Regions from separate parts of the Zea mays genome. Here region 2 is linked to region 1. A link is a contact called in public Hi-C data. All regions are on one chromosome and are shown on one strand. The core of a region is the stretch at or near the end of the contact, and the rest is flanking DNA. Distances in the headings are between cores, read along the strand shown.

Region 1 (6,711 bases), core at 2,429-4,928:
GCGGACGAAGGACGTTAATATTTAACATTTTATGTTGCCTTGTTCTTAATTCATAGCATTTGAGAACAAGTCCCCAACAGCAACAACACACGCACAAGAAGCAAAGACACGAGCGTGAGTTCAAGATCACACATGTACAACTCAAAAAAGTGCTCGAATCTCTCTCAAATCACTAGAGGGCGTGGTCGCAGAGTGTCAGAGTGTTGGTGTGCTCTTGAGATGCTTGGATACTGAATGGAGGCGCCATGAGATCCTTTTTATAGCCCCAAGGGGCCTAGAAGTCGTTGCTCCTTGTAAAAACTGTCATAATTCTGCACTCTGCGGGGGCACTAGACCGGTCTAGTGCACACCTGACCGAGTCCTGTAGCACCCTAGTGCGGGGATCTGATTGGCCAGTTTCCAAACCAGGCGAGCACCGGACCAGTCCGGTGCACCATCAGACCGTCTGATGATGCCAGGTAGCGGTTGGAGAAAGTGGTCTGGTGCACCGAACCGAACACAATTCACAGTCTGGTGATTTGTGAAGAAAAATCATGAGAGCACACTGTTCATCTGGGTGGCACAGACTCAGTCTGGTGCGCCACCGGGTCGGCCTGGTGCCTTTCAGACCAGATGAGCCTAAATCCTCAAAGTTCTTTTGGCTTTTCTTGAGGTGTTCCCTATGACATAGACATAGTTAGCTCATAAAACAATTGACTAAATGTAAGAACCATACTTTTTTCATATGATTTTCACTGGGGTTTGCAATATGCCCGAAACTAAGGCCCTATTTGGGACAGCTCGAGCTCCAGAAAATTTAGTGGGGTTGGTGGAGCAGGTCATTAGGTGCTCCAGAAAATCGTGGAGCTGGAGCTGTAAGCCTTTAGAATACAATTGTATAAGTCATTTTCTTTATTATTTATATTAAAAATATTTATAAACTATTTAAATTAATATTATAAACTACAGCTCCACACTGGAGCTAGAACCTAGAGCCATTCCAAACACTCCCTAAGTCCAAAAGTCACTTTTGTTGCACAAAAGAGTTGGTAGCCAAACCAAGGTGCAAGAGACATAGTATAAGGTGTATGCAACTTATTTAAGTACTTAAACCTCATATTTTTGTAGCTTTACCCAAAGTTGCACTTTTGGCCTTCATTTCCACTCATTTGAACTTATTATCCTCAATTTGCTTTTGCTAGAACTTGTGCTCATGCTCATATCAAGGTAGTTAGTCCAACGTGGTGTGTTGGGCAATTAATCACCAAAATAATTAGAAATGGTCCAAGGGAACATTTGCCTTTCACTAAGTCATAGAAACTCACATTTATTCTCCACAACTTTTCCGTTTCATCTCAAACAAGGACCAAAATGGCACTTGCACTAGAAACCAAGTTAGACTACAAACAAAAGTGCCAATAACATTGTAAAAGGTGCATGAAACATATTCAAAAGCTTTCATACTTATCCTTTTTCATCATCTTGCTCTTTTGGCCTTGCTTGAGCTCAATATTGGACTCCAAAACTCTAAGTCACATAACTTGATCCCTCTAGCCTTATCTTGAGTTACAACACTTCCAATGGTCATTAAGAACCTTTTCAAACACATGAGTGACCCAAACTCCTAATTAAAGATGCACAACTCTTTGGGCCCTTTTAGGTTCTGACTTTGATACTTCTACTCGATCTTGTGACCATGACTCCATTGAAGTTAGGATGCTGAGCCTTATGACTTAAAACTATAAACCATATGAATTACCTTAATGCACCATAACCCTTCTCGATTTGATCAACCTTGACTTCGTGCAAGAACATCTTCTTCTCCTTAGCTTCGGGTATCTCAGTCCTATTGACCTTCTCCCTTGCTCTAGTCCCTGGAAGTCCTTCTTGCCTTTGTCCTTGGTTCAATTAGCTGTCTTCAGGTGATGTACATCGATTTTCACTTAGTAATGTCCATCCTTTAACTTTCTTTACTTGTGATATCCACAATCCATATTCATCAGTGGCGGAGCTAGAATTTATTGGAAGCCTGGGCAACTTAAAAAGATTACATAATGTAAAAAAATCATAAATATTCTGCATGTATATTGCAAAGTACTTAAAAATTTGCTTGCATGTATATAATATGCTAATCTCATATAACACGAGGTAGTCTCATTTTCAGTCTTTATGCTATGACGTTGTGTTATTGTATAATTATCAAATGCTTTAAATAATTTCCACTTAATGTAACACTAACACAGCACCAAGTGATCGAACCATTTATCTGTATGACTCGAAATACCTCTGAGCACCGTGATCTTGGATATGAAGCAGAAAAAAATTAATGATTCAAGCTAATTATCGCTTGGGTCGGCATTGACAACATTGCTATTATCGTGGAGATGAGCTAAATGAGATGACTGTTGACATTATCGTTGTTGTTTTCTGGCGCAAACAAAAAATGTGCATGAGTGTGGGCGGAGTCTGCTCTCGTACAACCCATATGAAAAGAAAATTAAGTTAGGCCATACAACCTTTGGCGGTGTAGAATCTGTTTGTAAGCATGGCATCCAGCAAGCAGCGGCAGCGGATACACATGACCATGCCATCAGATGAGAAATTATGGACGGCTGCCAAGAAAAAAAAGAAAAACATTACCTAGATATAATAGGTTTTTGCAAGAGATAAAGCCCGGGCAACAGCCCATCCTGTCCGGGCCTTAGCTCCGCCCATGATATTCATCTCAGCATATATAGAATATCTCAATATGACGCAAGACTTCTTGTGTTGAACTTTATAAGCTCTACACTAAGTACCTACTCAACACTTAACACCTTGGTCAGTCCTTTAATTGTGTTATCATCCAAACACCAAAAACCACAAGAGACCTTTCACCTCGACATCTACTCTCGACCCCATCACTAGCTAGGTTCGACAGGAGCAGCCATGTCAAAACTAGATTCAAAATTGAATTACTCCCTAAATATTAGGAATTATTGAATATCAAGCTATTTTTTACTTTTAATAGCTATTTAGTAACTTACTAAACACGAGTTTAGAGCAACTCTAAAAGGCTCTCTATATTCTTTCTAATCTATATAAATATATATATTTTTAAAAAAAGTATCCTACAACAACTCATCTAAATGAATATCCAAATATAGAAATCTTCCATTATAGGTTTCTCGCTAGTAAAATATAGAAAACGTGAATAGCTGTCTAGAGTGTAAACAAAATATAGAAAGACTATTAGAAATTGAAAAGATATAAAAACTGTTTTTATGTCTGTAAATAATAATTTAGAGAGTGGAATTTAGAAAGACTTTTGAAAATGCTCTTAGGAAACATTTTTATAAGAATTATTGGAAACTTTCTTATAAGAATTACTGGAGTTGCTTTAACTCCATACAACAAAACAAACCCCCTACAAATTGGGGGGAAATATCCTATGCAATCACTTATCCTGGTGCAAGCATGCAATCAAGCGATCTGGTGTATCCGATCTAGATCTAATGATGATTGTTATTTTATATTTAACCCCTTCCACCTAAAACATAGTACCTATTTTACTTTTAACCCCTTCCATATAAAATCGTTGGATCTGAATTGGATGCTCTGGATAGTTTGATTGCACGCTTGCACCAAAATGAGTGATTGCACAGGATATGTCCTCTACAAATTGCCACAGCGTCACAAACTCACAACGCTACACAATACGCACACTTCGCAAAGCGTCTTCCTCCGACCCCATCGCCTCTGTGGCTTCCTGGCTGTCTGACTGCGTCTGCCTGGTCGTACGCGAGCGCGTGCGTCCCTTCACCGTCACGAGCGGCGCACACCGTCACCGCCACGCTCCGTCGCCTTCCAGAAAATCTAAACCCCAGCGGAGCCGGCCACGGCCAGTCAGCCCTCACACGGACTCCGACGCGCTGCCCGCTCGCCTGCCAAACCCCCACCCCCTCGCCGGCGATGCTGCCGCGTCGGTTTAGCAACCACCCGGGCTCCTCCTCACCCCTCCCGTTCCTCGTCGTCTGCGGCCTGCTCCTCGCTGCGGCCGTAGCATTTTCCCCGGTCGCTGCCGCCGAGGCCGCTGGCCGCGGCGGCGGCGGCGGCGGCGGCGGCGGCGCTGGGCACGAGGGCCGCGCGGGGAAGCCGGAGGTCGAGGCGGAGGCGGAGGCGCGCGGGGATGGGGTGGCCGTGGCGGAGGCCGGCGGCGAGGTGGTGGCTCAGGGCAATGCCACGGAGGCCAAGGAGGGCAGCCTCGCCGACATGATCGACCGCGCGCTGGAGAAGGAGTTCCCGGAGTCCGAGAGCGAGCAGGGCGGCGGAGGTGCGTGGATCTGGCCAACTCCCGGTGTTCATCGATCCGTTCGGGCGGGATCTGGTTCTACGGGCGGGTGTGTGGGTGAGGGCGGGTGCGAGTGTCGGTGGCCGTGCTGTTTAGATCTCGGCCTTGGTGGGTTGCAGCGTGTGGGGACGTTGAGAATGGAGGTCCCGGTTTGGGCTTGGAGTTGCTTGTGCTAATCTGTGCTCTGGTCTTGCAGAGACCGATCCTGGTAGCTTCAACAACACGGTAGCTGAGAAGCAGGTGAGTTCGTTGCGCCATTTTGTTTGTGTGGCGCCCCTTTGCTGGTAGGAATCTTGATTCTGTGATTCAACATTGGGTCTGCCACAACTAGTTTTTTTTGGGTGTTTTTCTCACCACTTGCATGTTGGGATTTGTGAAGGAAAGGAAATTCGCTTTTGGACTGGACTGTGCCTGATTCCTACACTTGTGAATCTACTAGTATATAGTTATGGAGCCTTGACCCTGTCGTTAGTATATCTATGTTGCAACCTTCTAGCATTCAATGACCCATCCATATGTCATCATTGTATAGCTTTTGGGCACTTTGACTTTATATGATCATTTTGCTTTATGTTGTTTGATCGGCATTTTCCTAGTGCTGATGAGGGACATCAATATCTTGGATGTTGTTTATTTCGTGCTATGCTTGGCAATGTTAAGGGCTTATTTGTTTCGGCTTTTTTTATGAGCTTTTCTGAGAATCTGGTTGTGGGGAGAATTTGGTTGTGAGGGAGAATCTGAGTATCGTGGGGATTACGTGCGGAGGAATATGAAGGGGTACATAGTGTTTAGGATCTAGGAAGTGACGGATTCCTTCTATCGTGATGATTCAGCCGATTGTGTATTCATGTTGATTTTGGACGGTTTTCACCAAATCAATTATCATAGAAGTGGGCTGAAAAGCTAGGCGTTTGTCAGTCCACAGCACAGTAGCTTCTGGCGACCAGAATCAACAAAAAAGCTGAAACAAACATGCCCGAAGTATGACTATATGCTTGTTGTGCACATGGGAGGTAATTAGTATGACTATGTTTACTGTGCGCATTAGCAACTGTACAAATTGTTTTTTTTTTCTGTTCCTAAGATGCTACAGAAAAAATCTAGTGTTGGACATCCTATTTCTGTTTCCCTACTGGAGCTCATGTTTGATCTCCTACATGGGTGCTACATTAGTAACCCATTTGAAAAATTCAGATCCCCATTAGCATGTTTGTTACTTCTTCATTTTTAACAATACTCCCTCTGGTTATAAAAACATATCGTCGGGGACGAGTTTTCAAACCTTTAAAACCACAAACTTCAGTAACTTTTAAATTATTTAGATTGAAATATGCAAGTGTGTAGAAATAGAAGGGCAGACCTACAGTGGTGAGAGCTATCTCACTGAGTCACCAGGTCATGGGTTCGGAGTAGCCTCCTCTTCGCTTTTGCGGGGGAAATGCTTGCCTCGGTTTATCCCTTTTCTAGACCCCACTGATGTGGGAGCCTTCGACATTGGGTCTGGCCCTTTTTATGTAAGTATGTAGAATTTATTGAAAAGAACTTGCAAGGTCTCAGAAATTTGAAGGATTGTACGAATGCTATTCTAAAAGAAATTACTAATCAAAGATATATGTCGGCCTTGCGAAGTCAAATGCAAAACGTATATTTTTACCATAGGGAGTATATCTTTTAGTTTAAAGCATATAATAACCTGCATGATACACATTGGGTACAAGAAGCAAGATGTTACAACATCTATTTTGTCAGACATAACATAGTGATCTGTGGTCCTTTATTTGGATTTTGTAAAACTTGAAGAACATATATGTACTCCAATGCATCAATGTGTTCACTTGTACATAGAAAATTTGGTGCTTGCACATCACAAATATGTAATACAAACTGCCCATATTGTTCCTTCTACTTGTACCAGGGAGTTCTTGAAACTGTAGCTAGAAGAGTAACAAAGAAGAATGAAACCAAAGATAACAAGTATGCTGCAAATCCACTCTTCATTATTTCTATTAGATTAAATTAACCATACATTTAAAATGTGTAATAGAGTTTAAAATTGTCATTCTGTTTCATCAGGTCATTTCCTTTTAAGGAGGTCTTCTTGGATCGATCTGAGCAAGAAGATGTTCCCACATTGATTGATCGGAAGGTGCAATCACATCCGCTGGATGGAATTTTCTGTCAAGTTACTGCACATGTGGCATACATGTTGGGCATAGTGTTGTGGACATGTTGTGACTGTTTTTTAATTACAGTTTTCTGTTAATCCAATCTTTACCCCAGGACAATGTTTTTATCATATCAAACCCAAAGTCAAAATACCCTGTGCTGCAGCTGGACCTTAGGTATGCTACTCAGTATTCAGTCATTTGATGTGTTGGATGAAAATATCTTTTTTGCATGGA
Region 2 (6,711 bases), core at 2,082-4,581, 170 kb before region 1:
ATTATTATAGAGTAATCAATTGAACTAACTCAAGAAAACTCACCTATTTCTCATCCTTTCTCCAGATTTTCAGTTCTAGCTCAAACAAAGTCCTGAAACACACTTTTCTTCAGAAACTGAGTTAGCGACACAAAAGAAAGTGCTAGAAACATTGTAAAGGTCTATGCAACATATCTAAAGGTTCAAACCTCACAGTTTTACCCATTTACTCAAATTTGCACTTTCTGGCCTCTTTTGAGCTTGTTTGGGTTTAGAAACCTCCAAAGTACATCTGAGTGAACCTATACTCATACATTTAGCAAACAAGTTAGTCCACGATGTTGTGTTGGACATTCAATCATCAAAACAAGTAGATATGGCTATCTAGCCCATTTCCCTTTCAACATGACATATGTCATAAAGAGTTAAGCTCGAGGTTCATCATTTGGCCTCCACCGATCATAGTTGTATGGAGTTATATGTTGGTGAGGAAGTAAATGTGGCAAAGTGATCATCACAAGTAGAGAGCACATTATCATTGCATTTGAACTTGTTATTTTTTCTTGATCTTTGTTAAAAGTGAGATGAGCATCCTAAAGTGGTTGAGCACCCTAAATATGATGGAAACAACAACACCTTCGCTATGAGCAATGAATAAAACATTAGTAGCTTAAATGTTGAGACATAAGTATATTTTATAACGATGGTGATGGATAATTGTTTAGAAAAAAAGAATCGAATGATTATTGCTAGCCATGGCGACGATACACTAAGGGGTGTTGGTATGAGGAATCATTCCATCCAAGATGAGGTGGTGCATAATAAGTTTATTCCTCAAATTTGGTAGGATAACCTCATTCATCGTGTTAATACTAGCTAACTAACTATGAGGAATAAGGTGGTGATAGATCAACTTATTCCATTCCATAAACCAAACAAAAGAGTGATGAGTAAGAATGATGTACTAGCTTATTTTTCAAACCAAACACCTTATAAAAGATTAGAGGAAGAGGGCAGTCTTTTTTTCTACGATTTTTCTTGGTGGAGCCTCGCTTAGTGATATTGGTAAATTCTATGACTTGTCTTTTTTATTATTTTTTGGTGAGAATTAATGTGATAATTTTGTAATTGTCTCCTATTACTAGTGATATAAGATAAAAAATATAACAACATCTACCATATGTATATTTAAACTTATAGGTATTAGTATATTTTTTGAAAAGGAAAGTAAACCGTTTGGGAGATTTGGCCATATGGGCCGAAACATTTTCTTATGACTGCGATGAAGAGGTGAGCTATCCCCTAGAACCTCGCCTCGGAGGCCAAGACAGTGCATGAGCTGCTTTTTTTTCGAAAACGCAGGAGAGCTGCGTATCATTATATTAAGAGGAAAAAAGGTGAGGATAAGAAACCTCATACAAGCCAAACTAACCCACACACCCACACACACACAGGGATAGCTAGAAGTACAATGAAAATATGACCAACTGCCCTCATGACCAAGAAAGAAGGACGCCGATTAGTGCGTTGGAGCGGAAAGGATGCTATCTAATCCACTGGCTCCAGCCCTACACCAATTGTGAGACTCCTCCTTGACCCACTTGATGACCATGGTAGAACAAGGCTGCTCCCCATTGAAGACACAACGGTTGCGGTGATTCCAAATGGCCCAAGCCCCAAGAATGATCAAAGAATTGAGGCCCTTTAACAGCCCCTTATATGTTGGATCACCCGGGACCGTGGCAATTCCTTCCCACCAATCCTCAAAGGAAGAGGTCGCAAGGTTAGGAGCAAGATGCTGCAACCGGACAATCTTCAAAATCTGAAACCAAACATCTCGAGAGAAGACGCAGGAAACTAGTAGATGATTTAGGGTCTCCTCCTCCTGATCACACAACGGGCAGAGTTGAGGGTGAGGCAGCCCCTTTTTTGCCAGACGGTCAGCAGTCCAGCAGCGACCATGAGCCACAAGCCACATGAAGAACTTGCATTTACCAGGCGCCCAAGCCTTCCAAATCCTCTCCCAGGGTTTAAAGGTTGTTGATCCAAAAAAGAAACCAGTGTATGCCGAATTGGTGGAATAAAGACCTGAGCTAGAGAGAAGCCAAATGTGCTTATCATCATGATCCTGATGTAACTCCCAGTGAGCGGTGAGATCCCACACTTTGAAGAAATCAGCTAGAACATTAAGGGTGATAGCACCTCGAATGTCCTGCACCCATCCCCTTGTTGTGAGAGCATTGTGCACACTCCTCTTTTTAGCCCTAGAAGAGACCGTCTTGACCAGGTGGGGGGCCAACTGACAAAGACTCTGCCCATCAATCCATTTATCAGTCCAAAACAAAGTGTTTTTACCGTTGCCCACCACCGAGGAAACCGCTGCCGAGAAAGAGGCCTTCACTGAAGGGTGAGCTTTTATATCAAAGGAAGCCCAAGGCCGGTCAGGATCAGTTTTTTGCAGCCAGAGCCAGCGCAGCCTAAGAGCCCAATTCATTTTTTTCAGGTCCGATATGCCCAACCCCCCAAGTTTTTTTGGTCTAGTAACCTTGCTCCAGGCTATGCTTCAATTATGGTGTGTTTAGTTGAAGGGTCAATTAGAACAGATCAGTTGTATTTCAGTTTTTTAAATTAAGCCGTTCTATTCTTCGTTTGGCAAATAGAATAAAGTCACTCTATTTTTTGTTTGGTAAAAGGTTAGAGAGCCATATATGAGTGTAGAACGGAGAAGATAGAGGAGAGCGATCACGTACTAGAAAGCGCTCACGTGTCCAACTACTTTGGTGGAGCGAAAGCACTATAACTATTTATAATAAATTTTCAAATAGAGACCACAGGAGTCATTCCGTTTCTCTTTTGTTGGATACCAAATATCCAAAAAAATTAGAATAAAGATGTTTCATTTTTCTCCGCTCCTCAATTAAACACTGATACGAGTATCTACTCCAACGCTTCATGCACGAAGGAAGAGCAGACAGAAAAGAAGAGAGAAAATTAAATGAATACTCCATAGGAGAAAAGAGAAGAAAAAAATAGACAACTAGTCGGTCGATATCGATAACAAGCATGCAAGCGCAGGGAGAAAGAAGGGGCAGTATACCTACCGCAAAGAGCGCAAGGTGTCGCTGTCACCCACAGACGCAGCTCCACGCCATGGCTGAGTCACTCCCGTGTCCTAGCAAATCCGGATCCCCCGGCTAGCTCCGGCTTTTCTTCTCCGTGCCGCGTCACCCACAGCTGTTGCAAGCTACCTTGCCGGCTGACAGCCGGGGCCAGCGCCACCCCGGACCTCCAGCTATAAATGCCGTGCGAATTTTGCCTCCAGAGGAACCAAAGCCGCCACCGTTGCCGTAGCCGTGTTCTTGGACTCTGTTACGTGCTGCCATTTTGCCAAGGCTAGCCCCCTCCTCCTCTTCTTCCTCTTCTTCTTTTCGCGACGATCAGAGAAGAAGATGACGATCACCATTGAACAGCCCCAGCTCGGTGAGCTTTTTTGTGTTTTCTTTCTTCGCTCGTGTTCTTCTCCCTCCCCTGTTTGCCTATTGGGAAGTTTCGTTTCATGGCGATGAATGGTCGTCATGGCGCAGATGCGGTGGCGGAGAGGAAAGTCCCCGGCGGAGGTGACCCCGCGGAGCTGGTGCTCGACGCCGGCTTCGTCGTGCCGGACGCCAACGCCTTCGGCAATACCTTCAGGTGAAACAGCCTACTGATTTGCTACGGTGGGTTCTTGGGGATCCGTACGTCGACGCCAAAACTCAAAGGCCAGGCGCAAGCAGAGAAGATTGGGGCTTATCTAGATATGCACATATTTATATAATGGAATTAACCAATACGTGTTGAGGTGGATTTTAAGATGAAAACTAAAGTAATTTTTACTTTAATCTACGTCAACGTGGATTGATAATAAATAGTACCTCAGATCAGTTCACTTGTGTGCTTCTCGTTCCGAGTCAAAGACGGAAACAGACGCGTGACGTGACGCATTTTTCCACTCTTGTGTTTAATGATAAAGTAACCATAAAAAGACACTCGGGCAAATCCACATTTTTACTTGGCAGGATAAAAATTATTTGTCTGCCAACAAGCTTGTCATCACAAAACACACACGAAGTCGGCGGACGAGAAAGGCCTTTGCTGCCCGCTTCCACTCTGCTGGACCGCTGCATTGCCGTACAGGCTCCAGCAAAATTACTGAGGAATTTGCCACCGAAATTACTGAGGAATTTGCCATCCCACCGAAATTATTGTTAAGTTTTACGTTCCGAGTGATACAGTTTTGTTTCCAAAGGCATCTGAACAAGCAGGTTGCCAAATGAAGGAACAACTTGGCATGTGCGCCCCCAAAGATTTATGGGTGTCCACGACAGCGGCCCCACAAGCACCAACGATATTTTTGTGGCTACTGTGACTATGCTAACACGGTGGATTTATTTATATTATCTTTTTAAGTTATACATAGCGAACCCGGACTAATTTTTTCTTCCTTGCACTGAGCTGTGTGGCCTTAATGTCCTTGGGAAAAAATAAAAAATGAGAACGCAGGAGCTGATGAACGACCGGGAACTCCTGACCCTTGGTGCAGGGACTACGACGCGGAGTCGGAGCGGAAGCAGACGGTAGAGGAGTTCTACCGGGTGAACCACGTGAGGCAGACGCACGAGTTCGTGGCGCGGATGCGGGCGGAGTACGGGCGGCTGGACAAGACGGAGATGGGCATCTGGGAGTGCATCGAGCTGCTGAACGAGTTCATCGACGACAGCGACCCGGACCTGGACATGCCCCAGATCGAGCACCTGCTGCAGACCGCCGAGGCCATCCGCAAGGACTACCCCGACGAGGACTGGCTCCACCTCACCGGACTCATCCACGGTATGGCCTGCACTGCTTGCTTGCTTGCTTACTGCCGATGCAACTGTCGTCGCCACGCTTCTCTAATCTAACTCACTGTCATTTTCAGACCTGGGCAAGGTGCTGCTGCACCCAAGCTTCGGGGAGCTCCCTCAGTGGGCTGTCGTCGGTAAGCAAGGGGAAATCTTGGCGATGCAATATAATACTCAAAATTCCTCCTCTGAAACCTGTAGCTTTCAGGTGACACCTTCCCCGTCGGCTGCGCATACGACGAGTGCAACGTCCACTTCAAGGTAGTAAGCAATTGCAGTTGCAGGCTTCAGTAGTGTGCTCTCCTCTCTTCATCTTCACCGCCCTGCCCTGACTCTGTTGCGCAGTACTTCAAGGAGAACCCCGACTACCACAACCCGAAGCTCAACACCAAGTTGGGGGTCTACTCGGAGGGCTGCGGCCTCAACAAGGTGCTCATGTCATGGGGCCACGACGACTACATGTACCTGGTCAGTATCCACATTGCGTAGTGTGTGCCGCGTGAAGGGAGAAGAAAAGAAAAGAAAAGAAAAACGCTGCCTGGCATGGCATGCATGCATGTGCGTGTGCTCATCTCATCTCATCTCGTCAGGTGGCCAAGGAGAACAAGTGCACCCTTCCTTCCGCGGGGCTGTTCATCATCAGATACCACTCGTTCTACCGTAAGCGCCCTCCCCCCTGCCCCTCTCGCTCGCTGATCCCTCCCTTTTTGTAACTGTACGGAGCGAAAAAAAGAAGGTTAAATCAGGATGCATGCATTTATATATACATATATGCACGCAGCCCTGCACAAGCATGGAGCCTACACACACCTGATGGACGATGAGGACAAGGAGAACCTCAAGTGGCTGCATGTGTTCAAGTAAGACAAGACAGCACCAGATCAATTGGTTGCGCATACTTGATATATATGGACGAGACGTGGACACTTTATAGATGAGTATATATAATTAACAACTGGCGTTCGTTGGCTGTCTCTTTTCCCCTCTTGTTGCAGCAAGTATGACCTGTACAGCAAGAGCAACAGCAGGATCGACGTGGAGGAGGTGAAGCCCTACTACATGTCCCTAATCGACAAGGTATGCATCTGTAATGTATCCACGCATTTATTTGGCGTCGTCGGCTGAATCAGAACCAGAACCACGTTCTCATATAGTGATCTGAGCTTACTTGTCTGAATTCTTGTTTTTTTTTCCCTGCAGTACTTCCCGGCCAAGCTAAGATGGTGAGAAGGGGCGGCCTGGCCTGGACCTGGATGGATGGAACCCCAAGGCCCCACCAAGAGCTGTCGTTCCAAGTGTCCATGTACCATATACATATATATAGACTACGAATACAGTATGTGTGCCATGTACGGTCATTTTTTTTACAGAGTTGAGAGGAGTACCCATGCCGTTTCGAATAAAAGTTGCCTGCGTTTGTTCCTTCCAAGTGCGTGAATTGGTTCTTTCTTGTTTTTTCCAGTGCTACAATAAGCGAGCCTCTCCTTTTGTTCTACTTCCCAGATTTTGTGGTGTTGCGAAAGTTCCACCTGTCCGAACTGCTCTTCGACACTAGTAGTAAATATGGAAAATCTATTTTAGACTCGGTAAGCTTTTTTTAAAATTAAGGGGAACAACTCTCCTCAACCACTTTGTCATTGTCTTACCTATCGTCTTATCATTTTTCACCATTTTTAAATCAAATTTACATGTGAATGGTGAGATTTGAACTCGCAACCTCTCTCTAGAGTATAACCTTATTTACCACTACACTACTACATCAATTGTTAATTATTATGGACCTTCATCCTTCAAAGCATTATATCTATATGGGAATAATGCTCATCACACGAAGGTCAATAAGGACTTACCTTCA

What was found. A called contact is a pair of places that touch in the nucleus more often than the background predicts.
Region 2: a Hi-C map of tassel shows a contact between it and region 1, with 5 times the contacts expected there. The contact joins the promoter of LOC100273421 here to the promoter of LOC100279299 in region 1. A contact is called at or near these places in 8 of 25 Hi-C or Micro-C datasets (ear, endosperm, leaf and 2 more).

Annotation. Positions count from the first base shown.
Region 1 is chr9:75,674,348-75,681,058 of Zm-B73-REFERENCE-NAM-5.0, reverse strand. LOC100279299 reads left to right here and starts at 3,678. Exons shown (of 20, transcript NR_173990.1): 1 at 3,678-4,291; 2 at 4,506-4,549; 3 at 6,225-6,283; 4 at 6,383-6,455; 5 at 6,590-6,651.
Region 2 is chr9:75,842,035-75,848,745 of Zm-B73-REFERENCE-NAM-5.0, reverse strand. LOC100273421 reads left to right here and starts at 3,331. Exons shown (of 10, transcript NM_001147858.1): 1 at 3,331-3,459; 2 at 3,564-3,669; 3 at 4,559-4,845; 4 at 4,934-4,993; 5 at 5,065-5,117; 6 at 5,202-5,324; 7 at 5,447-5,516; 8 at 5,638-5,716; 9 at 5,852-5,933; 10 at 6,057-6,279. The coding sequence starts at 3,429. The coding sequence ends at 6,083.